Regions from separate parts of the Mus musculus genome. Here region 2 is linked to region 1. A link is a contact called in public HiChIP or PLAC-seq data. All regions are on one chromosome and are shown on one strand. The core of a region is the stretch at or near the end of the contact, and the rest is flanking DNA. Distances in the headings are between cores, read along the strand shown. Region 1 overlaps 4932412D23Rik (RIKEN cDNA 4932412D23 gene). Region 2 holds the start of 4932412D23Rik (RIKEN cDNA 4932412D23 gene).

Region 1 (5,594 bases), core at 2,319-4,818:
CTAGCTGTTTTAGTTGTCACTGTTAAGAGCTTGTTCTTCAGGTGACTCTGTTAGCCTCTATGAGCAGACCTGGAGGGTAGCACTCTCCTTAGTTTCAGTGGGCAGAGTATTCTCTGCAGGCAAGCTCTCTTCTTGCAAAGCAGGTACCCAGATATCTGGTGTTCGAACCAGACTCCTGGCAGAAGTTGTGTTCCACTCACTAGAGGTCTTAGGATCACGTGTGGAATCCTCTGTGGGCCCTTGCGGGTGTCAGGCGACTCAGCTGGCAAGGTAGCCGGGGCTCGAGTGGAGTGGAAGGGGTTTGTGCCCCAGATCAAGCCCGGGTAGCCTGCTTCCCTATGTACTGCAGTCTCAAGTTCCACGCGATTGGATTGGGGTAGGCGCTGTGTTCCACTCACCAGAGGTCTTAGGGTCCCGTGGGAAGTCCCGTGTGGGCCCTTGCGGGTGTTGGGCAAGACTCTGCTGTCAAGGTAGCCCGGGGCTCGAGTCTCGAGTCGAGCGGAAGGGACTTGTGCCCCAGATCAGGCCCGGGTAGCCTGCTTCCCTATGTACCGCAGTCTCAAGTTCCGCGCGATTGGATTGGGGCAGGCACTGTGATCCACTCACCAGAGGTCTTAGGGTCCCGTGGGGAGTCCCGTGTGGACCCTTGCGGGTGTTGGGCAAGACTCTGCTGGCAAGGTAGCCCGGGGCTCGAGTCACGAGTCGAGCGGAAGGGACTTGTGCCCCAGATCAGGCCCGGGTAGCCTGCTTCCCTATGTACCGCAGTCTCAAGTTCCGCGCGATTGGATTGGGGCAGGCACTGTGATCCACTCACCAGCGGTCTTAGGGTCCCGTGGGGAGTCCCGTGTGGACCCTTGCGGGTGTTGGGCAAGACTCTGCTGGCAAGGTAGCCCGGGGCTCGAGTCTCGTAGACTCAACTCTTGAAAGAGGAGTCAATAGCAGATACCAGGTCCAATAGTTTGCACCAGATCACTGCGCCTCCACCCAGGGTCCAAGGTGATCCTCCTTGTTTTGATCAGGGTGCTTGGGGTGGAGGACAATTTCTGCTTCTAATGTAATTGGGAGAGAAATGAGGGATGGGTCCAAAAATAACTACAAGAGAGGAATCTATCCTCAGTGCCCTCCAATAATTCCTATCTGGCTATCTAGCATTACCCTCTCAAAAGTTAAGGCTCAGGAATCATTTAAGAGATGGGTTATACTGGGGAGTAGATGTAGCTATTTCCACTATTGAAATCCGGAGACCCAGCTCCAAAATTACTCACCAGAAGGGACTAGCGCCAATACTGGGGTTTGGCCTTACTCAGTAAAGCTTCCAGGCAGGAGTGATGCATTGCGGAGAAGAGAGAGATAACAAGAAACCAGAGATTCCTTCTGGCATTCCTGGCCTCTAGCCAGCATAAGAGGACAAATCTAGCTTCTGGCTGAGGACAAGAATGGAGATACTGCCTTCAGGGTCCCACTCCCTAAAATTCCCTATCTCCCATTCTTATCACTCTTGCAATGATCTACTGGTCTAAGTTTATTATGTTTCCTGAGAACCTAGGAAAACACATTGTAAATAACTAGGAAGAAAACTAATTCCACATATATCTTATAATATGCATAGGCCAAAGTTTTCCTCATTGTGAAATAAGGCAGTTAGATTAAATGACCTCCAAGACCTTGTCCAGGGAGGGTTGCCCAGCTGTACCAGCTCGCCTGATATTGTCCTCATTTTACAACCACAGTGTTTACATCCTGGAGAGATTTTTCAGACCTTACCATCCCAAGATAGGATGGTTTATATTAAATTTCAAATTCTGGGACAAATGGCTGAAGTGCCTATTTAACATATCAAAGCAAATGTGGCATCCATGTTCTCCCAGCGTTCTTCAGCCCCTACCTGCTACAAGTTCTTCCTCGTTTGCATCTCTGCCCCCTACCCTGAACTCTCTAGCCCAGGGGGCTGGATTGCTCCCCCCTATATGATCCAGCCATTTTGGTTACCCACACTTTTTGTATCTTTGCCCTATAGGTTGCTGCAACTGGTTCCCTCTCTCTCCTCTCCCTTCTCCTCCCTCCCATACTCCGATGGCTCAGGGTCATGTCCACTCGGGATTCTCCCAGATGTCTCTGAGTCTGGCTAAGCTCCCCCTTTCATCTACAATGACATCCCTCCTCCCCCATATCGAGGAGCAGTTCTGTCTTTTCCTTTTTATTTCTTTTTTTTTTTTTTTTTTCTAAAAAGGAAAGTCTAAAGCATCACTTGATGAACACATTTGAAATCACTGTTTGGTTTAAGTAGAAGTGGTTTCCAAACCCTGATGCTTAATTTCAAAAGAAATGAAAATATTTTTTGTCTTATTTCTCAAATGAGCTTGAAATTTTATATATTGTAGCGTTTACGTGACTAGTGCTGAAAGAGTTAAAAGTCGGAGGTTTTTTTTTTATCGCCCTCTGTGAAGTCCCTGGATAGGATCTACTTCTGACCTCAGCTGTGGCATGTGACAAGTGCTTTGTAGCTTCACATCACAGCTGCATGAGGTCACTGGCAATCCTTTCAGGAGCTGATCCCGCAGCCTCATTTCCTTGACAGAGTAAAGCATTTTACTAGATCTAAGATTAGGCGTATTTGTAACTGGTACGCAAATTATCAGTTATTATTTGGTATTCACGTTACTGCCATGGTTTCTGTGATTCATCCAATGCAGTCTGTGTAAAAAGCAATGACCTCATTCTTTGCTGGATCTAAAATCAGTCATGGTCACTAAAGCCCCTTGTTCTACACAAAAGAAAGAAATCAGATGACCTTTGCTCTGACCCTTGACTTGATATTTACAAAAGCTAATTATGGGGAGGGCCAACTCTCTTTTATCATTCAAGGACATTTGGCTAAGGTCTACTCCTTAAATAAAAAACAAAATGTCATTCAGAGGGCTATTTAAGGCTGTATACAGTATAAGGAAATCTACTCTGATGTTAATTTGGCGTTTTTGGCCATCAACATTGATTTTCTCAAAGTCAATCACGTAAAACATGGGAGGGGTTATATGTCTCTCATTAAAATCAAAGTGGCTCACTAACAAAAGGGAGTTGGTTATCTGGAGGTCTGGCAGTTGGAGGTCAGAGAGACACGTGGTCTGATAGCTTCAGCTAAACCTCTCTCAGTTTTCACTACCACGCCCCTGCCCCTGCTTCTGCTGGAAAAGAACTACCAGGCACTATGCATTGCTTTAACTCTAAGGGCTCTAAGGGTTACTTGGTTGATAAGGAGACCACCCCTAAAACAGAAGGCAGCCACTAATCCCCAGTGGGATTATTTAGTTACCTTTATTATAATAACAATGCTTACAAATACAGGTTTAAGGTAAACAAACATTCAGAAGAAAGAAAAAGAAAGAAAGCATCAGATAGTTAGAACAATGGGAGACACACAGTCCTTTTTTTCCCGGGGCTTCCCCTTGGCTGGCCTTTTCTTTGGGGAAAAGTAGAAGTCTGAATTCTTTTGTTCATTTCAGCCACCGCCCTTTTGCAATCTGAGTCTGAGCAAGGCTGCCACGCCCAGGAAAGGGACAAAGGCAGAGAAAGGGGATCTCTGGGCACTGACACAGCTCCACTTACTTAAACAGGACTCATTTGTTGGTCTCAGTAACATAGCTGTACACATCAGTTACCATCTCTATAAACAAACAATTAAAACAGGGGCATAAAATATATGCATGCTCTGAAATTCTATCTGATTAAAGTATTCTTTTCCTAGAAAGACAGGCAGCCAGAGTTCTACTCGTTTCAGAAAAAGGATGAATGCTGCCCCCTCTTGACTAAGTGCTGGATACGCTGAACAGCCATAAACTCTAATGGCTAGCCAGTGGGAATAAAGATCCTACTTTTGTACAGAGAATTTTAATGAAATCTTAGAAGCTGGAAGGTTAGAGGAAGCTCAAAGTTTATCTCAATGGGACTTTTATAGGTTTCTGGGAGATGGGTCATGCTTTATCGATGCGCCTGCATCTTCTCAGCTGTTTCTGTTTTGTAGATTCTTAATTTTGCCTGGAATAATCATTTGAGTTTAGTGCTCTGTTTCCCCGATAAGACTGATAGACTCCTTGAGAATATGAGCCACTGCCACCCCTCCTCCTCCTCCTCCTCCTCCTCCTCCTCCTCCTTTACTTGCCTTCATAACTATCAGAATACCTTCAAAGATTCATGCATAGTGGGTATTCAACAATACATAAGCAATCTCTAGCTGGCGTCACTATAGTTTATGGCTATGAACAATTGGTTCTCTCTGAACTCATAAATTCAGCTTGGGTTTCAAGTCAAGAAATTTTGTTTTGTTTTGTTTTATGTTTTGTTTTGTTTTTGTTTTTTGTTTTGGTTCTCGAGACAGGGTTTCTCTGTGTAGCCTTGGCTGTCCTGGAACTCACTTTGTAGACCAGGCTGGGATTAATGAGATGAGATTAACTCAGAAATCTGCCTGCCGCTGCCTCCCAAGTGCTGGGATTAAAGGCGTGAGCCAATGTCAAGAAATTCAAATAAGTGCTGTCATTCCTTAATCTTAGAATCATTTAAACTTGGAAGCATACTCGGTTTGCTTATAGGCACCAAGCACTAAAATACATGTTATAGACAAAAAAATACTTTTAAAAATAAAAATTAGGCCAGGCGTGGTGGCGCACGCCTTTAATCCCAGCACTCAGGAGGCAGAGGCAGGCGGATTTCTGAGTTCGAGGCCAGCCTGGTCTACAAAGTGAGCTCCAGGACAGCCAGGGCTATACAGAGAAACCCTGTCTTGAAAAACCAAAATAAATAAATAAAATAAATAAATAAATAAATAAATAAATAAAAATTAAAAAGTACAGGAAAAAAAAACCCTAGTCATGTTACACACAGGTGTAATGTTGAATGTAAGAAAACTGACTTAAGACAAAAAACAAACCACACACACACACACACACACACACACACACACACACACACACACCTGCATGCTGCATGCTCCCTTGCTCTAGAGCCTCCAAACAGTGAAGTAACACACACACAGTGCTAGGAGCCTCTTTGGAAGAGCACTGGCTAGAAGGGAGCACACAAATTGCTTCTAGAATGTTACTAACATTTTTGATATTATTACTATTGAATCAGAGGCACAGCCGCATCCACTATGAGGCATCTCATTAAGCTCTATGCTTATGATATGTGCACTTGTGTACATTATGCTTCATTAAAAACACTTACATGATATTTTTCTCAGACCCCAAGAAACAGATTTGCATATTAGCTAAGACACATTCTCTCCATTGTAGGTACCTCTGCTTTAATTAATGAAGCTAATCAAACTCTCTTAGCTATCGATCAGACAGCAAGACATCTTCAATATGTGGAAATTTTCTAGCAGGATATCTGTACATCGGTTTCCAGTTTCTATGGCAACTACCAGGCAACTACTCTCCTTGAAAAAGAACATGTTCTTCTTCCTGCCCCTCTCAGGCCGCTGATATATTAACACTCAAACAATAAAGTTATTTCATGCATGCAAGCCTGCTTTGTGGAGTAAGGTGGGTACTTTCACAGTAAAATTCCAATTTTTAGATCTTCATCTGCAAAAATGGCCA
Region 2 (5,036 bases), core at 1,199-3,698, 93 kb after region 1:
AAATCCAGTCTTAGTTTTGGTATTTTTGTCTCCATTTAAAATTTTTAATTAGTGTGAAGAATATATACTTATGCTTGTTGAGTGAATGAAGAAATAGACTACTGGAAAGAGGCAAACAGATTGTGATTCGATGACTAAAAGACATTTTTATAAACCTTTTCTAGGCAACTGCTAATCTTTTATTTTTGATCAACTTTTTTTTTCTTTAATTTCTTAACCTTTTTGGACACAATTTAAAAATGTTTATTCATTCATTTAATTTTGTGTTTGTGTAGGTACATGATGCAAGTTTAGAGGTTAGAGGAAAACTTGGGGCAGTTGGTCCTTCCCTTCTACCAGGTGGGTTATGGGGAATCAAACTCAGATCACCAGGCCTGGCATCATCCCCTTCACCCACTGAACTGCCGCACCAGCTCACCAACAGGCACTCTCCAGTTCTCTTAAATGGTAAGGAGCAAATATCTCATGCCCCACAATTAGGGCATTCTTAATACATGTCTGGGGTGTCTCTGTCTGGGAGAAACAAAAACCCACAGTAGTCAGGGTAGCCATGCAATGTAAACATGAACACTGAGATATTCCTTAGAGCTCAACGCCTTTTAACAGCAGAATTGGACAGTAAAAAATACAGGTAGTAACACCCAAGGCCTCACCTTGTCACTGTTATATATTTTACATAGTTGCCCTTATGATTCCTCATCATAATCCTCACATTTACAAAACACTGCAAAGTATCTTTAAAAATTTATGAGAAATGATAAGAATTTGAAGTAGTCATTTCTTCTTAAAGTTATGGGGTTAAGTAGTTGCCCACTTTTGTTAAATTTTACTTAATTTTCTCACGTGAAGCTGATTGTTCTGCACAGACTATTTCCTGTAAAACTTTTACTTAGAGTTTATACACAAATTTAAATCCACACTCGGTAGCACTTTTTACTTTGAACATCCTTCAGTTCTCTTATATTTTAAGCAATTTCTAGATTCTGATAGCCACACCCATAATCTTCAGAAAGGCCCTAATGTACTAATGAAGTCAAGGCCTTGTGCTATTTTTTTTTTTTAAGTCAGGGCTAATTTTGTTTTGCTTATGGTCTGCCAGACTTCTACTTAGTCAAAGCAAACATTTGGTGTTCAAAGTATTTAGTGTGTGTCAAGGAAACCTACGTGAAATCCAGGCTTAAACTTACTTCAAGTCTACCAGAATCTATTTTTCAAGTCTATAATCTATAAGATTATTTTCTGTATTAATAACCAATACTACAAATACAGTTTCTTTGTATGGTTGGTGTTTCTGACAAATCCCTTTCGTGACAAATTAAGCTCCTTAAAAAGTATTAGTTCTTATTTTGGCAGGAATTCTTTTTCTTTGTAGAGTGAAAAGCCATTCTTTTTTCCATCTTAGTCCTTTTAAGGAATTCTTTTCAGGAATCTATCCTTGGCTTCCTGCTGGCCTCAGGCCTCACCCCCTTCCTCCTCCACCCCGCCCTTGCCTGACCAGTATTTGTTAGAATTTGGCTCTGGGGAGTACTATGCTGAGTGACAAATGGATGAAGATGAAGGTTTTATTGAAGCATCTGAACTGCATTTAATTTTCCGTGTTGCTTTATTCCTTCTAGCTCCCAGGATATTGAATTTTGTGGGCTTCAGTTGGGTCGTCAGTACTTCAGGCGTTTAGTAATAAGAAACATAATCTGCTTTTTCCGGTAGGATAATAAATCCTCATTGATATTAAGGGCGGCTCTCTGCAGACGGTTTTACACGGTATTTTTCTGTAGAAACACATTCCCTGGGAGTCCTAAAACTGCTCCCGCCTCTCTGTCTCCCTGGGCCTCAGGTCGCCTCCCGCCCAGCGGTCCCTCCCACCGCCAGGATCCTGCTCGCTAGGACATCCACTGCCCGTGACCACGACACCCCTCCTCCCTGCACTGAACCCCTTCCCTCCCCTCCCCCTCTGGGCGAGCCAGACAGCGGGTAACCGCCGCCTCCGCTGGGGCATCCCGGCTCCATAGGCGGCGCGCGGCAGACACCTGCTTCTCACTGGCCGCCGCCGCTGCCCCTCACCCCGCAGTCCCCGCGACAATTGGCCCCGGGCCGCCGCCCGTCATCCTCTAGCCCCTCTTGGAGTCCCGCCTCTATCCTCGGGTCATTTAAGTTTATCACAAATAAATAAATAAAGGAGGAAATAGAAATGCGTAGAAAGTAAAAGCAGTCAGGAGGGGGCGGGGACGTGGATGAAAAGGAGGGTGGGGAAGTGGAGGAGTAAACAACCAAACTTGATCGTGCCTATACTGACCAATCACCGATCACTACAGTCCGGTCTGACGGCCTCTGTCGACCAATAGTTTCCCAGCTCTTGGATCACTGAATAACCAGAGACAGCTGGCCTCTCTACACAGGGCGCTGGTGGGCGGGAAGAGTTGAGAACATTGACCAATAGACTGTTAAAACTGCTCTGAGTGAAGTTTCCGCTCACCAGTTGATGCTTGAGATAGCGGATTGGGTGTCTCCTAGGCCAATCAAAGATGACAGAGATGAGAGAAGGGGCAGTTAGGGGAGGAGCCGCGGAGGGGAGGAGGAAGAGTGCATTTTGTTTATGGGCGGCAACCTCACGAGGGCTGTCCAAACGCTATTGGTCAGCTGAAGCAGCGAGTGGCATGCGAGCCGCCCAATAGTAGGACAAGGTAGAGGTTCGCGGCTTCGGGCGCCCAATGTGGGCCTTCTGCCGAAGAAGTAGGGGCGGGGGGAAGTTTAGGAGTTGAGGAAAGAAGATTAAAGAGCGCGAGGAGGTAACGCCAAAAACTCTAATTTGTTGTGGGGCGGGCGGGAGGGAGGGGTGTGTGCGTGCGGAGCGCGGCCGGGCGTCTACGAGTCGCGGGGAGTCGGGGGTGACGGGCCGCCGAGGAGGGGGCGGGGTGGGGCCGTGGCGCGAGTTCCGAGCCGCAGCCCGGGGCTTCTGCCCCGCCCCGCCCCGCGCGCCCTCCCGCCGCCCCTCCTCGCGCCCGCCCGGCGGCCTCGCGCGACCCTGCGGGGAGGGTCCGCCGCTGGCCCGGGCGGGGCGTCCGGTCGTTGCCACTGCGTCTAGTCTCTCCTCCCCGCTTCTGGAGTCGCGGCTTCCCAGAAGAGGAGCTGAGGGGCACCGGCCGGGGCTCCGGAGCTGTTGGCGGCGCCGGCTCCCGCCCCTCTCCTCTCCCTCCCTCCGCCCTCCCAGTCGCTTTCCTCCCGCGCAGAGAACTGGCTTCGGAGAACCCGGGCTTGGGCGCGTAGCCCAGCCTGCCTTGCTCTCACCCGTAGACAGGGGGGCTTGGCAAGGATTGAACCCTGTCCTCCTCTCTTTAGCCTTTGGGCCCCTTCCGAAACATTAAAAAAAAAAAAAAAAGTTAACGCTCTCTCATACCTTGAGACATAAAACAAAACAAAACAAAATAACAAAACCTACCCCATCCCCAAATACAGGAGTATGGTTTTGAAGTTCATTCAAATGTGGTCCTCTAATTGTTTTAATGCTTTTCCCTGTGTGGGGGGCTCTCAGTGTCCCCCTTCAGCCCCTCCCCTTCCTAAGGATGCAGAAGAGGCAGGAGGCAGGGATTTCGTAAAAGTTGTATTGATAAACACACTTGCACAAGCATATGCTAGGCACACACACAGACTATAAACATTAGCGAAAAACACAATATGGCGTACAGCTACGCTACCTAGCTCGGTAATCTGATGATCTCTTACTCCGAACCGGGTCAAATCAGGTCTGAAGAAGCAAGACAGTTCTCCAGCAGAAATCTGAATGGCATGGGAAAACATTTGGAAGCCTGCACCTGATGGTATAGTCCTCAGAATCATTGGCCCAGATTTAAGTTGAACATGTTACCTTTTTAGACAGTGAAATTTACTATTTTTTAAACACACACACACACACACACACACACACACACACACACCAGAATGTTACTAAAGTGGACTTTTCTCACTTTGGTATTTTCTGCTATAAAAAATTTCAGCGTATACAGTGATTTCAAGTGAACAGTGTTCCAAGTTACTGCTGCAACTTGTTGCCATTGAAAAACTTAGAACATCCAAATACTAGTTTATGGAAAAATAGTGTGAGCTCTCAATTCAAGGAATCAATGGCTAGTTAACGCTCTCACAGGATTTACTGGGATTCCTGGTTTAGCTTCTTGTCTCAAGGACATTTTTCTATATTGTGGGAATAGACCCCAACCCTCTGACCCTCTCCACAAATGACTATGTCAGGATCTGACTACGTTTTGTATTTTTGCGTTACAGTTAGGTTTGACTTGACTTCTAGGGAAAGTAGATGAAACAAACCAACAAACAACTCGCTTATTCTCTCAGATCCTTGCTCGTTAGAATTCCTAATAAATCGTCAGAGTGCCCACGCAGGTAGGACATGGTGGTACTCCAGCATCTCTTGAATCCTCCCAAGAAACTTGGTTTTAGAATTGTTGAAGAACCACAGATGGTTCTGTTCAGTTGCTCTAGTGTAAAAGCCTAAGATTGGGGTTCTGAATTCCATTGAATTCCATTTGCAGAACTTTGTGTCTGAGGTCAAACGGTGCTGAAATAAACCTGTGAGGAGAAGAAATTGGAGTTTTCTGGAAGTCTCTGAGCTGCCCAGAGAGTGAGGCAATCAGGCATTGGGGCTTTGATTCAGGTCTTAGATGACAGAAGTACAAGCATTTCAGCTATGAAGAGCAGGTTGACAGGTATACCCCCACCAGGCTCCAGAGCAATAATGCCTTTTCCTGATGACCTTCTAGTGTTTATTAGGTTAGAAAAAAAAGCTTAAAAATGATTAAATTTTATCCATGTTCTGGAAGCTGTCTTTGTTTGTCTGCCTAGGTAGGCCAGCATTTTGGGATTCTCACTATACCAAGATCCTGAGTTTATTGACTAGGTAATGAGGCAAAGAGTATGTTTTTTACTTGAGGGCAATGCTGGGGGTGGGTGTTTAGATCGGTTAGATATGGTGTTGACTCTGACACCTAGTTAGGTGGCAAGGCTTTGGGACATATAGCGTACTC

What was found. HiChIP or PLAC-seq counts read pairs in DNA pulled down with a chosen protein or histone mark.
Region 2: an H3K27ac HiChIP or PLAC-seq map of embryonic stem cells shows a contact between it and region 1, with 23 read pairs. The contact joins the promoter of 4932412D23Rik here to the enhancer-like site in region 1. A contact is called at or near these places in 1 of 39 promoter capture datasets (the 3T3-L1 cell line), 1 of 15 datasets of contacts at CTCF or cohesin (large pre-B cells), 19 of 484 Hi-C or Micro-C datasets (the C10 cell line, the C2C12 cell line, embryonic stem cells and 6 more) and 11 of 115 datasets of contacts at active chromatin or transcription factors (embryonic brain, embryonic stem cells, extraembryonic endoderm stem cells and 3 more).

The regions. Positions count from the first base shown.
Region 1 is chr16:42,778,818-42,784,411 of GRCm38.p6, forward strand. All of the region lies in intron 1 of 4932412D23Rik (RIKEN cDNA 4932412D23 gene), which reads right to left. Among named protein-coding and RNA genes, the nearest start is that of 4932412D23Rik, 94 kb to the right of the region's middle. Within about 2 kb of position 3,569, at least 134 of the 459 cell types and tissues checked have an H3K27ac peak or open chromatin away from gene starts, as enhancers often do. A contact at or near this core is called in the C2C12 cell line, embryonic stem cells, extraembryonic endoderm stem cells and 5 more, where this site is marked.
Region 2 is chr16:42,873,139-42,878,174 of GRCm38.p6, forward strand. It overlaps 4932412D23Rik (RIKEN cDNA 4932412D23 gene), which reads right to left and starts at 2,449. Exons shown (of 4, transcript NR_040521.1): 1 at 2,294-2,449. It also overlaps a transcript of Zbtb20 not described here.